6 separate regions of the Mus musculus genome follow, and all the other regions are linked to region 2. A link is a contact called in public Hi-C, HiChIP or PLAC-seq and promoter capture Hi-C data. All regions are on one chromosome and are shown on one strand. The core of a region is the stretch at or near the end of the contact, and the rest is flanking DNA. Distances in the headings are between cores, read along the strand shown.

What was found. Promoter capture Hi-C pulls out the DNA fragments that hold promoters and counts their contacts. Hi-C and Micro-C count contacts between places; a contact is called where the count stands out from the background. HiChIP or PLAC-seq counts read pairs in DNA pulled down with a chosen protein or histone mark.
Region 1: a promoter capture Hi-C map of neutrophils shows a contact between it and region 2, with 4 times the contacts expected there. The contact joins the promoter of Tmem19 here to the promoter of Nup107 in region 2. A contact is called at or near these places in 4 of 39 promoter capture datasets (hippocampal neurons, liver, neutrophils and 1 more) and 1 of 9 other capture datasets (adipose tissue).
Region 3: a contact with region 2 is called in a promoter capture Hi-C map of pre-B cells, with 4 times the contacts expected there. The contact joins the promoter of Tmbim4 here to the promoter of Nup107 in region 2. A contact is called at or near these places in 2 of 39 promoter capture datasets (embryonic stem cells and pre-B cells), 1 of 115 datasets of contacts at active chromatin or transcription factors (astrocytes) and 1 of 9 other capture datasets (liver).
Region 4: a promoter capture Hi-C map of pre-B cells shows a contact between it and region 2, with 4 times the contacts expected there. The contact joins the promoter of Helb here to the promoter of Nup107 in region 2. A contact is called at or near these places in 6 of 39 promoter capture datasets (embryonic stem cells, hippocampal neurons, liver and 2 more).
Region 5: a contact with region 2 is called in a Hi-C map of muscle stem cells, with 3 times the contacts expected there. The contact joins the promoter of Rab21 here to the promoter of Nup107 in region 2. A contact is called at or near these places in 1 of 39 promoter capture datasets (hippocampal neurons), 1 of 484 Hi-C or Micro-C datasets (muscle stem cells) and 1 of 115 datasets of contacts at active chromatin or transcription factors (astrocytes).
Region 6: a contact with region 2 is called in an H3K27ac HiChIP or PLAC-seq map of stem cell-derived epiblast-like cells, with 24 times the contacts expected there. The contact joins the promoter of Thap2 here to the promoter of Nup107 in region 2. A contact is called at or near these places in 2 of 39 promoter capture datasets (hippocampal neurons and liver), 2 of 115 datasets of contacts at active chromatin or transcription factors (astrocytes and stem cell-derived epiblast-like cells) and 1 of 9 other capture datasets (adipose tissue).

What each region holds. Positions count from the first base shown.
Region 1 is chr10:115,360,884-115,363,583 of GRCm38.p6, forward strand. Tmem19 (transmembrane protein 19) reads right to left here and starts at 1,384. Exons shown (of 7, transcript NM_133683.4): 1 at 1,169-1,384; 2 at 926-1,076. The coding sequence starts at 1,055.
Region 2 is chr10:117,791,269-117,794,104 of GRCm38.p6, forward strand. It overlaps Nup107 (nucleoporin 107), which reads right to left and starts at 1,437. Exons shown (of 28, transcript NM_134010.2): 1 at 1,336-1,437. The coding sequence starts at 1,343.
Region 3 is chr10:120,207,268-120,210,093 of GRCm38.p6, forward strand. Tmbim4 (transmembrane BAX inhibitor motif containing 4) reads left to right here and starts at 1,559. Exons shown (of 7, transcript NM_026617.3): 1 at 1,559-1,675. The coding sequence starts at 1,579.
Region 4 is chr10:120,111,627-120,114,414 of GRCm38.p6, forward strand. It overlaps Helb (helicase (DNA) B), which reads right to left and starts at 1,339. Exons shown (of 13, transcript NM_080446.2): 1 at 1,059-1,339. The coding sequence starts at 1,236.
Region 5 is chr10:115,314,098-115,316,860 of GRCm38.p6, forward strand. It overlaps Rab21 (RAB21, member RAS oncogene family), which reads right to left and starts at 1,494. Exons shown (of 7, transcript NM_024454.1): 1 at 1,097-1,494. The coding sequence starts at 1,249.
Region 6 is chr10:115,382,871-115,385,743 of GRCm38.p6, forward strand. It overlaps Thap2 (THAP domain containing, apoptosis associated protein 2), which reads right to left and starts at 1,565. Exons shown (of 3, transcript NM_025780.4): 1 at 1,335-1,565. The coding sequence starts at 1,405. It overlaps Zfc3h1 (zinc finger, C3H1-type containing), which reads left to right and starts at 2,089. Exons shown (of 35, transcript NM_001033261.2): 1 at 2,089-2,873. The coding sequence starts at 2,328.

The DNA of each region.
Region 1 (2,700 bases), core at 134-2,633, 2.4 Mb before region 2:
CTTGTCTTAAAACAAAACAACCCAAACAGGCAACAAACAAGAGTTGGATATGGAGCAGCCTCTGAACACATGCATGGGTGCACAGTATATGCAAAACCCTGGATTTAACCCCCCCCCCCACTCTAAGAGCCAAATCCAAAATAATCCTTTAGAACCATCACAGGACCAAGGTATATAATCCGAATATATTAATGCCAAAATGAAATCCATCAGCTTGTACAATTAATATATACTAAGGGAGAAAAGTCCGTAAAGTCTTGTCTTATGTTGAAGTGTCCTGTAAAGTCATATACGATGGTTGGAGGTTGTAATCCCAATACTCTGGAGGCTGAGACAGGGATCAGGAAGAATTCAGTAGCAGGAGCAGTAGTAGGAGCTAAGACAGCAAGATTTGGCTTCATGAGAGCAAAGATGTACCAAGAAGCCAATGGAAAGACCAAGTGGCTGCAGGGTACGGTGATGATCAAACCGGACGAGCAAGAGGACAGTGTCTGCACGAGACCTATCTATTTGTGTGAAGTGACAAATTCTTCAACTTGCAAATGAAAAGACTGTACCTCCTTTGTTATTCTCACGGGATTATGAAACCGCTACACCATGGCAAATCTTAAAAAGATAAGCATCCCCCAAATTGTTTCACAAAACTACCTTTTATGTCTCCCCCCCCCCCAACTAAGGTAAACAGAAGTAATTATTTGAGACATGCGTTTTGTGATAGGTATCATTAAATATCAGCACAAGAAACATCATGGAAGGCTGTAAAGTTCTCTAGACATTGTTTATCTTATCACCGTAGCAAACCAGATTCAGGTTTCGGCAGTGAACATAACTGTTCTTAACCATTTACATATTTTTTGGATTTTGAAGTCGTAGTTTAAAATTCCACCCATTAACTTCTAGCAAAACTTAAAACACTTTTACTTACCATAATAGGTGCTAGCAGTCATTGACATAATCCAGAACGCTAGGGAAATGCAAATGATCAGGCTCAGTATTACTATATTGGTAATCATCTTTATATACCTTTTGCACGTAGTGTCGTCACTATCTGTCATGGAAAATAGAGCTACGAGCACCTGAGGGGGGGGAATAGATAGCATTTCAGATGAACCAAGTCATTCAAGTTTCTTGCAACAATACTCCTTTAGAGGCATAGAGAAATACCAACATCTTCCACCAACCGAACGACAAAATAGAATCGTAAATCCAAAACGTCTAGTCACTGCTGCAGGCGCAGCGCTCCGGCTCGACCCGGGGAGGTTAACGCCGCCCTTGGAAAAAGAAGGTGCAGGGAGGATGCACAGAGGACCCGCCAGGCCAGCAGGGAGGCCGGCAGCTCCCACCTAGAGGGACCCGGAAGGAGCACAAACGACCGGTGGCCAATGAGCGGCCAGCACCGCGGAGCCCCGCCCCTCCCCGCCCTCGGACCCCCCCCCCGAGCTCCGCCCCCGCACGGCGCGCTCCGCCCCCTGGGCCCCTGCTCCAAGTCTGCCCCAGCTCCACCTCTGCCGTACGCTGCCCGGGCAAGCGAACCAAGGCTGGGAACAGCGCGGGCGAGCGCCTTTACGTCCCCACCCCGCTGCCCCGGGAGTCGCTCTGGTCTCTCCGCGACTCCCTCCGTGTACGCATGCGCAGCAGCCCTGCTCCGCTCACGTGACTCGTCGAGGCGGAAACCCGGCTTGAGTTTGCTTAGTGTCTCTTTGCGGGTCGGAGTGCTGTTTCTAAAGCACCTCCAAAATAGACGTTAGGACAAATTAGGTCTTGGGATTTGTGGACAGCCTAGACTTGAAAAAAAAAATGTCACCAGTAAGGGTGGTGTGGGTCACTAAAACCTGCCATTGATGGAATAATGAACTGCGAGTGAATTTAGAGCCAGTAATGGGTTGTAACTTATGAAGCATTCATACCAGGCGATAGGGTGTGGACGACGTAGGAGTTTATCGTTAGAAGCGAAATTACTTAGAAAGTAGCTTAAAACAATGGCTTGGCTCTTAACCTGGGCCAGACTCAACTGGTACTGCGGTATGTAAACATAAATATAGTTCCCACGGTTGAGCTTTTGTATAATTACTGTTCTAACACACATTGTGGAAGTGTCTGTCCCCATCCACTCTATCTGTAAAAGTAACTTATTCGTCTGATGTATTGTCCTCTTGTAGGGCTCACTGTTGAATAAGCTCACCCTTTATAGTTCTTTCTAGAACTCTGGCTGTCTGGTTCAACCTAGCTGTTCTGGCTCAAACTCCTCACCAAGCTGCCTGATTCAATCTGGCTTCTCTCAAGTTCCCATTGAATTGTTCTGCCTAGCCTCAAACAACTCTGGCATTTTGTTCTAATCACCTGGCTCCTTCTTGTTCTCTGGCTTTAGTTGACTCTGCTCACCTGCAATGAACTTCATAGACTTGAAACAAACAAAAACCACAACCCGAACTCAACTGCAACTGCACCGCACTCCTGGCACTGCCTCCCACCTCTGACTAGCTGTCTCTCCCTGCACTGGGGCTCTTAAAATAGCTTCTCTTTCCTGTGCTGTCCTTGTAAGATGCATTCTGTCTCTGACTCATTCTGTCAAATCTTTCGATCTTTGTTACTTTGTCTGGCCCTCAATTAGACATCACTTTCACACCTGGCTCCTTCCTTCTAAAAACGAATTTGACCTTAAAGGACTGTACTCAGGTTGTATCCGTGTTCCAGGCAGAG
Region 2 (2,836 bases), core at 187-2,686:
GGATGAAAGAAAAAGTGAAGCAATTCTAGTGAAGAGGAGAAATGGCCCTTCAAGTGATTTCCCTCCATGTAGACTAAGGATGTCTCCTGTCTTAGCACAGTGCTATGGGCCTCCAGCACTGTCATCTGACAGCTTATAAACTAAACCATGGGGGTTGATTTTAATTATCCTTCTAGTACACCTTTCTTCCACTTAAAATCTCCAGCCAGCTTCCTCTTCTCTGCAGACTCAAGCTAACACTCACCAGCACAGTATTTACACCACCATCCTAATTTAGTTCTGCCCATCAAGTCCATCCGCATTGCTGGGAGCATTCAGCCACACAAGCGTGAACATTTTTCATGACTTTATATCTGAGTATGTTTCTTTTACAGAGGTCTATATGTGTTCCCCTGTCACTGGATGTTCATCTATCTACTTAAGTTATTCATCAAACAGCTTTATGGAGATTCAAAGGTCCCTGCTGGTAATGTTTCTCTTTCCCCCCCCAGAACCTAAGGGTTACTACGCAAGCACTCTACCACTGAGCTATATCCCCAGCCCCATAACAGGGTTCTATTTAACTATGCCATTCCTTAAATCTCTTACAGGCTCACTGTTCTATATAGATAAGATCCTCACGGGATTGCTCTAAAACTAAATGTGCCACTTAAAGCTTAAGGAACACACATAAGATAACCCCTAGCACAATGTTTTCAGTATCAATAATGTGCTATTATTACTCAAAAGACCAGCTAGCAAGTTACTTTTATAGGTTTGCCTGAAACTCCTGTGACAGGGAGATAAAACATCTCCTTCATTTATTTTCCCCGCAGTACAGTATAAATACATCGTATTACACTGCTCGACTGTCTTCACTACACAATCTACTCCCCGATGCCAAGGGCCTTAAACAACCCATCTTCGTGTCAGGCGAGCATAAATCATTTGAGAGGGAGGGAGAAATTCAACTCCCTAGGGCCGGCACTTTAAAGTCTAAGCTGACCACCGTTACCCAATAACGTACAGCTGACATGACTTAATAACCGCAATAAAACCACGCTGAGGACGTCTGGGCTGAACTGTCAGTGCGGCTGATGGCCCTGAGCTCGAACTGCTTCATTTCGCATTTCGAATGCGGGACCATCACAGACCCCCGCACACTTCGGAGCGAGCGCCGAGAAGACCCGGGAGGCGCGGCGTGGAACCCCGGGGATCCGCATTCTCACATCCCCGCTCCAATCGCGCCAAGCGTCCATTCCTCCACCGAGGGCCAAATCCCTGGCCGCGGAGGCGGTTACGTCGCTAACAGGCGAGAGCCCCAGTCTCGGCCGAGGCGTCCCTACCAGGACTGACCTGTCCATGGCTTCAGCGGTCTCCGCCTAGAACCTTGCAACTCTTTGACTGCAGCCTGGCCGCCGCGTTTCAGCCTTCCCGCTCTCCGGAAGCACACCCTTCGACCCGGAAGCGCGGCCTGGCTAAGCCAGTCCCAGAGAAACAATGTTCCCGCTCGGCGCATGCGCGACTTTCGTCTCCAGCCGCAGGCTCAGTGGGCGCAGGCGCGGAAGTGTGCCAGGGAGTGACTGCGTGGCTGGGTGGTGCCGGCCAGGCAGGAAGGGGGCGGGGAAAGGGGCGGAGCTTGGGTATGTCGCCTGAGCCTGGCTTGTGGGCGTGGTCTGGGTGGGGCGTTGTTCTGGGAAGCCGGAAGTCTATAACCTGGACTTTAGGAATCTGTTGAAGAGTCTGCATTCAGCGTTCTTGTTTGCGGTTCAGCGCCACTTTACGGGATCTGGCCTGTCTCGGGGCGCTCACCTCTTTGAACTGTGGTGTAACCTCACTGGACGGGTTTTGAGGTTGTTTTCTCTCGTTATTTATTTCTCTTTTACGGAATCAGCCGTTTTTTAAGAAATCCAATAAAAAAAGCAAAGCATAAGAAAGCCACATGGGAGGCTGAGGCAGGAGGAAGAACCACGATTTTGAAGCAAGCCTGCACTAAGAAAGCCTGACGATAGTAATAATAGCAATTATTATTGTTGCTGTTATTATCATAAATTTTAAAAGTTTTGGGCGTGGGAATACTTACCTGTTCCAGTACCTCAAAAATGTTAGGTCTCAGGCCCTCCAAATATCTAGAAATGAGCTCTGGCTGAACCATTTCTGATTTCTGGCGGTTAGATAAACGCCAGCATTCCTCAGGAACTCCTGTAATGCGTTTTCCTTCGGTCTTCTTAGCTACTTGTCCCCACAATCCCGACTCTGCACTAATTTCTAGTCTCTGCTCTCTCATCTTGCACACAAAACTATCTTGAAGAGCTCCAACAGGCGCAGACATTGCAGACACATCACCAGCAGGTGTGGCCCTCTCCCTTCCCCTCTCCCTTGCTAAACCGTTAGATTACATTCCTAAACCTAGCCACCAAGGTCTCTTCCCTTATTTGGCCACATCCTTATGCCTGACTAAAACTCCGAGGTCCAACTATCAAAATTCACTAGCTGGCTAACATGTCCACTTAGGACTTACCAACTCATCCTAGCACAGCCTTCCCCCTTTCTCCTGCAGAGACACCTGCTGCCTTCTTTGGCCGATCCAGACGGAGGCAACACCTTCTGCTTGTCCGTCTTGGGTAATACATTTCCTTTGTGCTGAGCATTTGGTGTCTGGGTGTGTTCTGTCCTGACTCCCATCTCTTGCTGATGTAACTATTCTCTCCCATTCTCTAGCTTCCCCGGCCCTGGCCATGTCCAGCCTGTTTCTTTTTCTCTCCGCTCTGGGCACTTCCAGGTGCCTCTGGATCTTTTCTCTCTCTTACCCACATTAAAAACCTTATCCCTAACGGAGCAGTCACGGTGGCAGTTT
Region 3 (2,826 bases), core at 309-2,808, 2.4 Mb after region 2:
TCATTCTATGCATACAGTGTTACCTGATCCAGTCTCTTGCCCCGTTTTCTATTAGCAGTTTGCTTTAGAGAGTAAGTCTGGATTTGTGGTCATTCTTTTTATGGTATGGGATGGGAACTTTATATAGATGTGTATATTAAAAATATTTCCCAGTCCATAGTTTGCTTTTACTCTTTTATAATGAAATTTACTCCTAGGTGTTCTCAATTTTATATAGTGTGTCAATCTTTGTAGATTAAATAATCTTTGCTTTCTTCAAATTATAAAGAGATTATTTTATATAACTTTAAGTTCTAATATTTTGTCTTTCACATAGGGGGCACAATCTAGCTAGAATTATTTTTTTCTGAATGAGATATTGGTGTTGTCTTTAGATAATAAAAAGATGGTTGCCAATTCTTCTCCAGTTTGCCTTCTATAATAAATACTATTCTTACCTTTATTGAAGTGAGTAACAACATGTTTAAAAAATAATAAAAAGCTAAGCATGTTTCATTCTTGTTATTGTGGAACATATCTGAAAAAAGTTTCCTGAAAATATTACATTTTTAGTTTTAGAATAGACAGTTCTTCAATATTTTGAATCCCACTTGCTGTCTTTGGGATGAGTCAAAGTAAACTCATAGAAATAATTACAAGTGGGCCGGTTGGTACGCCTTTAATCCCAGCACTCATGAGACAGAGGCAGGTGGATCTCTGAGTTCAAGACCAGTCTGGTCTACATAATGAGTCTCACGGCAGCTAGATGCATATTGAGACCCTTAAAACAATAAAGATAAATAAAGTTAGTGGTGTCCTGGAATATTTCTTTGGCGAGTCTACACCTCATGCTTGCAATAGTGTCATGACAGATGCATTTTGTTATCGCCACTTTCTCTGTCCTTCTTCCTTTGGTTTTGGTTTCGGTCACGAATTCTATATTTGGCATTCAGTGGTCTTGCCTTTGTTCATCTGTCCAGCCTCATTCTTTGGCACTTGTCCTGTACACCACCACGATGACTTTGCCCTCTCAATTCACAAACATCGAATCCGTGAAAACCTGAATTACGCCCATGGGGTGGGGGTGGGATGGGGGTGGGGGTGGATTCCTACTTGTCTTTCAAGATGAAGGATTATTTAACTTTAAAAGCAGGGGGGGGGGTCTGTTTTAAAAGAAATGGTCAATAAATGAAGGCCTAAATGTTGCTTTAAAATAATTTTACTTAAAAGTGCATTCCTGGACCAAGTATTGAAGTGAATTAATGAGAGGTTGTTGATTGATACCGTAATCTTTCTATCTTGTTTAGCACTCTTTCTGGAAGAGATTCTCTAGAGGCCTAGAGGAACTTTTAAAGAAAATCCTAGAAAAAACTCCCTTGCGATGACGTGGGAGAGAGCAATCTGTCTCCTACTAGAAAGCAACCTCCTCTCCTAGTGGAGACTTTTCCATGGGAGCGATCGACTGGTTCGGCGCTCGCTGCAGAGAGGCAGTTCGGCTAGTTCTGTCTGGCGGCCATCCCGGAAGTGGGTGAAGGCGGTTGTGGTCAGTGTAGGCTCCCACTTCGGCCGGGGCAGGTGCGGGCGGGCACTGCTGGCGACATGGCCGACACGGACCCGGGCTATCCCCGCTCGTCCATCGAGGATGACTTCAACTACGGCAGCTGCGTGGCGTCGGCCAGCGTGCACATCCGCATGGGTATGTGGCGGGGGTCAGGGGGACCAAGTGACCAGAGGGAGACATAGTTGTCTTCTAGAGGTGTGGGCCGGGTCGCCTAGGTCAGCGGTCCTCAACCTGAGGGTCGCAAGCGGGACCCTTTCACAGGGGGTCGCCTAAGGCCATCTGCACATCAGATATTTACATTACGATTCGTGACAGTAGCAAAATTACAGTTCTGGAGTAGGGACAGATATAATTGCATGTTTGGGGTCAGCACACCAGGAGGATCCATATCAAGCATTGGAAATCACGGGCTGATGCCCTCATTTATTTGTTCCCCGTGCTGAGACCTTACCATCCTAGTCATTACTGTCTCCCCGTGGGGTACAGAACTCGGCATACGTGTGTGTGATGACTGAGAAGTTTCCCAGACCGACGCATAAAGTCACGGCGACTCAAAGTTATTACTTTGAGTTTAGGCTGTTCGTTGACGCGTAACGAAGCGGAATTCACTGTCCACCAAAGGTCACTTTACAGAAATGGACCTGCCTGGGCAGCTCAAACCGGTTCTGGATTTAAAAAAAAAAAAAAAAAATGAAGGTGGTTCTGACGCATCTAGAATCTTGGTACTTACCTAGCCCGATATTCCTGTAATGAATTTTGAAATTATTTTGACAAGTGAGCTCAGCTTTTAAAATATATTCATTATGAAAAAGTACTGGTAGCCAAAAAATTGCTACCCTAGACACCTTTGAGGTACCAAGCAGTAATGTTTTGTCGCCCTGTGGTATTTCCTATCCAGCCAGAACTTAGTCATCTTTCAAAGCAAAAGTGAAATTGTATCCATAAGTAACTCGCCATTGCCAGCCTCCTCTGCCCTGGGCAACTCCCATTTCTTCAGTCTTTATGAAACGGTTAGAACTGCCTCAGTAAAAAAGAAATCATACATGTTAGCCGTTGTGACTGGCATGTTTCTATTAATGTCTTCAAAGCTCACCCATGTCATAGTGTATGTGTGTCCGACTGTCATTCTTCCTTTCTCTCAGGCCTAGTCCAGAATGCCACGTAGTTAAGATCATGTGTGTTGGGTGTTTTATTTATTTTTTTCCTCTTCAGATCTACATTATTCACTTGGTACTGCCGTGTGTACTTACGATTCCCCACCCCTATCCTCCGTGGCCGGATTGCTG
Region 4 (2,788 bases), core at 89-2,588, 2.3 Mb after region 2:
ATCTCATGAATGTCACTTCTCCAAGTGCTGTCTGGTACTAAGTACTAAGTTGGGGTTACTTCTCTGATTAAAGAATGTCTGCCTAGGTGCTATAGACATGATGGCTCAGCCAAGAGCACTGGCTGCTCTGCCAGAGGTCCTGAATTCAATTCCCAGCAACCACATGGTGGTTCGCAATCATCTATAATGGGATCTGATGCCCTCTTCTGGTATGCAGGTATAGATGCAGATAGAGCACTCATGTACACAAAATAAATAAATCTCAAAAAAAAAAAAAAACCAAAATGGCTGCTTAATTCACAAGTAGTATTTCCACTGAGACAGCAACTTCGCCATTTTCTCTCCCTGGCCTGTCCCAGTAGCAAATGCTTGGCCAGGATAGCCAGTTACACTTCCATCAACATGTAATCCTTTCTATTTAATTTCAAACACAGCCAAAGTTGTGTTTAAATTGCCAATGGTCAGTTGCCACACATGGTCCTGGTCAGCAGCTATTACTGTACTAGACCATGAAAATACAATGTGTGTGTGTGTGTGTGTGTGTATGAACATGTATGTGTGAATGTGTGGGCATGTATATGTATGTGTAAGTGTATGTGTGTAAATGTGTATGAGTGTGTTTATGTATGTGTGTATGTATATGTGTAAATCTGTGTGTATGTGAGTGTGTGTGTGTGTGTGTGTGTGGCCGTGTGTTTCCGCGCGCTTGCTCTTTTTCTCAAAGTTGCTTAACAGCAACTCCGTCTCTTATTCAGCCAGCGTGGTACAATAATTAAAGGATTCTGTTTCTGGGTGGGAATGAGGGTGCATCTATTTCCTCGACTGTAAAACTACCCCCAACTGTTAACTTTAAGCGAGACGATATATGAAAAAACCAAGCTTAACACAGTATGTGCTCTGAGTCATTACGACTATTACTACCACATCTAAGTACGGTGAAGCAGCCAGTCACACCACAGGTCTGTCTGTCAACAGTCAAGGACGCTGGGTGCCGGGCAGTGAGAATCGAAAATACTTCTTTGACCCCTGCCAACCCGGCCCGGCTGGCGCTGGCTCACCTCGCGCGCGCCCAGGGAGGCTGCCCGCCTTGATGCCCCCGCTGCAGAGTTCCTCGGCATCCACAAACTCCTCCTCCTGCTCCCCCTCCTCCTCCTGCGCACAATCCTCCTCCTCGTCGTCGCTCTTGTACGGGTGCAGAGGGCCCAGGAGCTCGCGCAGACGATCCTGCCTAGCCATTATCTCTTCGGCGAACTTGGCTCAAAACAACTCTACAAAACCTGGCGCGCGGTGTCCAAAACTGCAACCAATCAACTCGACCCGGGTAAGCCGGTCAGCTTCCGGGAACATCCAGGAGGCGGGCGGTATGGGGGCGTGGTCTGAGCGATGCTCCGCCCCAAAGGAGGAGACTGGTGACAGGCGGGACCAGCAGGCTGGGAGGTACCACGGCGGGCTGGCTGCTGACAGTTTCAGAACTGCTCTTTTTAGAGGTGCTGGGCGTTTCCTGCGGAGAAGGAGACGTGGTGAAAGGTCACGACTCTTGGGCGCAGAGAACCCCGGGAAAGCAGGGCATCCTCTGCCCGCTCTCTTAAAAAGAACACAGCAGAGGCCTCTAAAGACCTTGGGGCACTACCCAAAAGAGTGAATCTCCAATCCGGAGAGCGTGGTGGCGACGGCTAGGTGCCTCCTTACACGTAAAAGCGCCGCGGAGAAGTTGAATTTACATCATGTAGGGAGGGCATTTATCCAAGTAGATAACTAGGTCCCTTTGTATATATCCTCTGCATTGGGAGTTAAAGTTGTGATGTACTTTCTCATTTTTAATGCATGACCTGGGTTGTCCATTTTTATGCTTTTCCCGCTTTGGAAACCACTGGCTTTCTTTCCCGTTTATATACTACTCTCCTCGACTTCTTTTTGTTTTGTTTTGTTTTGTTTTGTTTTGTTTTGTTTTGTTTTGTTGTTTTTTCGAGATAGGGTTTCTCTGTGTAGCCCTGGCTGACCTGGAACACACTCTAGGTCCACCGCCCTAGTTCCTGTTTTCAGTAAAGCAAAAGGTGGGGACTTGTAGCCCAGAGAATATGCAGACTTGAGATAGAAAAAAAAAGAACAGCCGGGCTTGGTGGCGCATGCCTTTAATCCCAGCACTAGGGAGGCAGAGGCAGGCAGATTTCTGAGTTCGAGGCCAGCCTGGTCTACAAAGTGAGTTCCAGGACAGCCAGGGCTATACAGAGAAACCCTGTCTCGAAAGAAAAAAAGAAGAAAAGAAAAAAAAAAGAACAAAAGCTGAATACTGCGGCCGCGGTTCTCTAGATGGATAGTGTTTAAAAGTCGCGGTGCCCTTTAAGGGGCGCTATAAAATACTATTTTACTTTAAGGTTATTGTTTATTATGTAATTATCCTAACGTTAATCCTAAAAACTATGTTTTTATTAAACCCCAAAGCTGTGTTGCTGGTTTCTAATAAAGGCATTTGTCATACCCAAATGTCACGTGCATAGGATCAACCATAACGAATACGCACAGGCATCTTTCTTTTAGATTCCTTTTTTTTTCATGTGCGTGAGGTTTTTTTTTTTTTTTTTTTTTTTTGCTAGCATATGTGTCTGTGCACTCTGCATACCCAAAGCAAAACTTCCAGGCTGTATACTTAGTTGTCACGTGGGTGCTGGGAATGGACCTATCTCTGGAAGAGCAGTTAGAGCCATCTCTCTATCCCTCTCTATAGCATTTTCCCTAGTATCTGAGGAGGTCAGAAATCACCCCCCCCACAGATGTAGAGGGACTGTGG
Region 5 (2,763 bases), core at 244-2,743, 2.5 Mb before region 2:
ATCTATTGTCAAGTCTGAGGGGTAATAAGTGTTTATCCCCCACTTCAGGTGCTAAGTGCGTTTCCTTATTTACCTTGACAACTCTGTGCACTAGATATAATCATTATGAGTACAGTAGCAGTAGAAACCCAGGGATGCACGGTTAAGCAATTTACCTAAGATCACGGGGCTATGGAAATAAATGGGGGTAGGATATGGATCCAGACGCCCAAACTCAAGATCACTAGCTTTTTTAGCCTCTGGACAGTCTGATCAAGACATGTTAATAGATAAATTCCTTCGAACACATGCAAACTGATTTTTTTTTTTAAGGAGACCAGGGAGATCGCAGATCCTTCAATGGCCTGGTTTCACTTTCAATTACATTGTAACACTTCCACACTTCCAATGGAACTGTAGAAGAAAGCCAGCGTTTTATGGCCTGACAGTAAAGAAAACGTGTAGCAGCAGTGCCTAGATTTTTTTTTTTTAGTTTGAAGACCGATTGCTGGCCACTACGCAACACGATGTTTCAACGCGGATAAGATCAAACCCCAAAGAATAAGGAAGCCACACGTCCGGACACAAGAAGGCTGCAAAGAAACGGGGTAACCGACAAGCAGCAAACAGTCGTTTAAAACAAAAACAAAAAAACCCTCCAACGACGGGTGTTTTACCACTCCATTTACTTTGAAAGCAGGACAAAATGGAACTTGCATAAACACTTAGTCATCAGTACGCTCTGGAAGTTACAAACCACCTCGTTCGCAAATTCTAATCCGTATCCGAGTTCCTACTTGGCGAAGAAAGAAGAAGGGCTGATGGTCTCGGAGACCACAGAGTGAAAACACCTGGTGTCCCCAGCCGAAGCCCATCAGAGGGGAAAACCAGCACGCAGACCGGGGGACTCCCCGACCTGCGCAGCCTCCACCGGCAACTGGGGACTTTTCCGGGTCCTCTCCCTCCCCACTGTGGGTCTTGACATCTACCGTGTGCTGAGGCCCGCGGGTCCCCAAAGCGATTGCAAAAGGCAATGGGAAGGCAGGGAAGGGGGTTTGACAGGCCAGAGGCAGAGGAGCGGGCGCGGGTCCCCAGCCCGGCTCCCCGGGGTCTGCACCTGCAGGGTGGTGATGTGCTTGTCGTTGAACTTGTTCTCGCAGTAGCGCAGCACCAGCGACGTCTTCCCCACGCAGCCTTCCCCGAGCAGCACCACCTTGAAGGAGTAGGCTCGGCCCGCCGCCGCCGCCGCCCCGCCGCCGGCCGCAGCCATCCCGCCGCCGCTACCCCGCCGCCCGAGCCCAGCGCCGCGCCGAACCCCGCACCGCCGCCGCCGGGGCGCCCGCTCCTCCCGGGCCCGGCTCTTTCACGCCCCGCCGAGCCCGGTGCTCGCCGCGTCCTTCCGCGGGCGAGGCCTGCGAGGGCCGAGAGAAAGTCCCAGAATGAAGGGCCCCGGCCACCACGTCAGGGACCCGAGGCTAGGGGAGAGCTGCCTCTCCTCCCTCTAATGGCGTCTCCTTCCTCCTACGTCACACCCCTCGTCACGTGACCGCGGTGGGCGGAGTCGGCGGCGGGCGAGCCTGGGCCTGTTTCCGCGTCCGCACGAACCGGCTCAGCATCCCGGGAATCCTGCGGTGGGAAGGAGCTGATCTTTGCGATCTGACCCCACTCTGATGGAATAGAATACAGGACATGATCGCCCGGCCCGAGGAATGGTCCCAAAGCGGATAGCCATCACACCAGGGGTCATCACACGCAAAGTCCGGCCAAGGTGCCCTTGAGTCTCTTTCTCTGGGCGCACAAATCCGGGCTCATGAACTTTACAGTTCGTCCACACGGCCAGGTCCTCGAGTCATCGTCCAGGTCTCAGCTTAAACCGGAAAGGCTTCCCTGACCACCCAGACCTTCCCACATCCTTCCATCCCTCTTACTCACTTCCTCACCGAGATATTTCCTAACAATGGTGCGCCTTCTTTATCGCTGCTTGCCACACTCGGTGGAATTCCGATTCGGTTGTAGGTTTAAGAGCAAGGATTGCAGAAGACTTAACTTCTCTCCGTTTCCAGCCCTAAAAGCCCAGGCTAAGAATAAATGCGGTCCCATCATCAGTCATCACTCCTGGTTCCCCAGGATTTCTGTCTATGCTGAGTCCACTTTGATGGGTCTGGTTTATTGGACGATTGCTTATTTTTTCTTCCTGTGTTTCCATTTTATTTCATGAAATACACTTTCCAAGAAAGCAACCTGGTATTTCTGAAATTTTGTAGTTTGGTGTCACTTAAAATAAACTTTCATCTCATCAGACTAATTTTACACTTCAACTTAAAGGCAGCTCATTCGTTCATTCAACGAGGGCGTGAATGTAGCCAATGCTTGCCATTCTCTGTGTCGCATTAGATACAATGTCTCTGTCCTCAGAGAGCTTACATTTTTAACCAAGGAAACAACGCATGCGCAATTTACACACTGCATGCTTTTTAAGGAGAAGCAATTCAGAATGTTTTACAAAGATACATGGGAAGCTAGCTGAGTTAGCGTCCTAGAAGAGCTTCCTGGAGAAAGCTGCCTTTTGTTAGGAGTATCTTCGGCAAAAAGGAGAGCCGTGAAGTAGAAAGGAGCATCCGACATTGACGTGTGACAAGAAGTCAGACAAGAAATCAGAGACATTACCTTTAAGTTCAAGGCCAGCCTCTTTTGAATTGTGAGCTCTAAGCTAATTGGAGCTACATAGCAAGACACCATTTCAGTAATAATAATAATGATAATATTTACAATAATAATGCAAAT
Region 6 (2,873 bases), core at 315-2,814, 2.4 Mb before region 2:
TGTAACGTAATTTCCCCATGAAGGAAACAGCAGATAGATTTAACATTCTATAAGGCTTCCTTCTCATCAAATTCCTCTCTGGCGATGTGCAACTGGCACTTTAAGTATCACTCTTAACTCTCTGCAGCAGCCAGAAGGCTTTTTATTATGTAAATCTAACCGTGCCCGTCTTTTCATAGTCATGGGGCTTCTTCAAGTACTCTTGGAACAAAGTAGAAAACGCTTTAATATAGAAGACCAAATCTCTGTCATCCTTTGGTGTCATCTGACATGTCACCTCTTTTGTGAAGTGTCCTTTGACTTTCTGAGGCTAAATTAGGTCTCTCTGAAAGTCTTTTCTGTGGCACTCAACAGAAATTATGCCGCACTCCTCTATTCAATTCTAAAGTCCCCGAGGGTAAGAACTATCTACATCATTAGCATAATGTCCGGCAATTAGGGACCCAGTGTACATTAGCTGTAAGAACGAATAAAGCACTACATTTGCATGAAATACTTTAAAAACAAACATCAGAGGGATTTTGAAAGTGGCAGCTTTTAGTTAGGGGATGCACGTAGTAACAGTGAGGTAGGAAAAAGAGCAAAGATATTTCTAAGATCACAAGGTATAATGGTACAGCATATAAAATCAGAACTGTTTTCAGTTTAGTTTTCAGTATTTCTTTTCTTCAGGCAGTTGGCAGTTCTAGAAGGAAAGGTGACCATTTACTGAGTGCCGCCTATTATATTCAAGTCGGTGTTCACATGCTTTGGAGTTTGACTTAACAGAATTAAAGACATGACTGTACGTTCAACCTGTGTGTGAGTGCGTGATTCTGTTCAAGAGAGAGTTTCTATTTGCTCTTTGATAAACATTGCTTAATTAGATTGACTCAGTTACCATGTGTGACTATTAGAAATGTTTCCCACGTCAATTCCAGTAGTGAAAATTGCCTAATCTTAACTCGAACTCAGCAGGCTTCTAAAGTGATTTGTTGGTTTGAACCCTTATGGCGTCATTCTTCTTAAGGCATGGTCTAAGATATAAAAAATAAAAGAGTAGAAAATAAAGGTATACTCATCACTTTTTAATGCAAGGCATAGTAACTCGGGTTTCTTTTTCTTTTCTTCCTTTCTTTCTTTTTTTTTTTTCAAATTTGGTAAACTTTCCTCGGAAAAGGAGCAAATGTTTCCAGATGTGCGGACCCACACACAAAGGACAAGAGCGAGGCTCCCCTTGCTCTTCGCAGCTGGGCAAGTGACCAAAGTCAGAGGACCTTGTTCTTCTGACACGACCGAGACTCAAGACTGCCTAGGCTCCCGTTTCCGTCACCCCGCTCCCCTCCCAGGTTTACCTGTGGAAGCTGATGTTAATGTGCTTGTTGTAGGTAGCAGCACAGCCCGCCGCGGCGCAATTGGTCGGCATTTCCCCGGGCCCCTCATTCGGCGCCACCTTACGCCACTTCGGAGGCGCTGCCCGCTAAGCAAGCTTCTGTCAAACGCTAGACAAACGAGGCAGGCGACCCCGCGCCGCCAGCTCGGTGCAGAGCGCGGGGAGGGCAGAGGGGCGTGCACAGTACCGGGGTGGGAGGGAGGGCCCACTCTCCTGTCTCTTTATTAATATGGCGGGCTTAGGCCTGCAGAGCCAACGTGCCGGAGCTCCGGGCGCAGACAGTCGCCTTCACCAACATGGCGGCCACACCCGCTCCCCGCCCTCCCCTACCTCCCGGGGTCCCAAAGAGACTAGGTCCAGCGTCTCAGACGGGGGCCCCCTAGCAATGAATGAGAAGATGGCAGATGTCTTCCCCACCGACTAATGACTCTGAAACTCAGGTCTGCGGCTGAAAGAGCATGTCCGCAACCCAGACACTAACCCCTTCCTTCCCCGCCTGCCACCTCGGACGGGATGCTAGGGGACAGTTAAGACTGCAGGGACACAAGGGCGAAGCCTGGAGCAAGAGGAGACTACAAATCCCAGCCAGCACCGCGGCGGACATGGGGGTGGGCGCTTCCTGTCTCGCAAGACTCGGAGGGTCGCCTTCCGGCGTGCCGCAGGAAATGACGCTCGGGACCCGGCCTCCTTCTACAGAGGCTTTCTCGCGAGGCGGAAGAGCAGCAAGGGGGCGCTAGGAGAGGGAACTGGCGAGCGACGGTCCGACGAGCGAGAGAGAGCGATCTGGGGTGCGGGGAAGTTGGGGAGCAGAACCTGCCGGGCGTCCGAGCACGGGAAAGGCCGCGCCCGCCGGGTCCGTTAGGACAGAGGGCGGAGGAGGAAGGGGAAGGCAGGCGGCGGTCGGGCGGTCCCCGGCCGGAGGGCTTCAGGTCGTGTGGCCAGCGCTGCACTCCGGATGGCGGCCGCCGCCGATCCTTCGACCCCGGCCTCTAGCGGCCTCTCGCCGAAGGAAGAAGGGGAGCTCGAAGACGGGGAGATCAGCGACGACGACAACAGCCGGAGCCGGAGCAGCAGCAGCAGCAGCAGCGGCGGCGGGCTGTTACCGTACCCGCGGCGGCGGCCTCCTCCCCCGGCCCGGGGCGGTGGATCCGGGGGAGGCGGCGGCGGCTCCTCGTCCTCCTCGTCGTCCTCCCAGCAGCAGCTGAGGAATTTCTCACGCTCACGGCACCCGGCCGAGCGGGGCCAGCTCAGGGGACCCAGCAGCTACCGACCCAAAGAACCGTTCCGGACTCACCCGCCCCCAGGGCGGATGCCGTCGGGGTCCCTGTCGGAAAGCAGCCCCCGGCCGTCCTTCTGGGAGCGGAGCCACATCGCCCTGGACCGTTTCCGCTTTCGAGGCAGCAGGCCTTACCGGGGTGGGAGTCGCTGGAGTCGGGGGCGAGGAGTGGGGGAGCGAGGAGGCAAGCCGGGGTGCAGACCTCCTGGAGGAGGAGGATCAGGA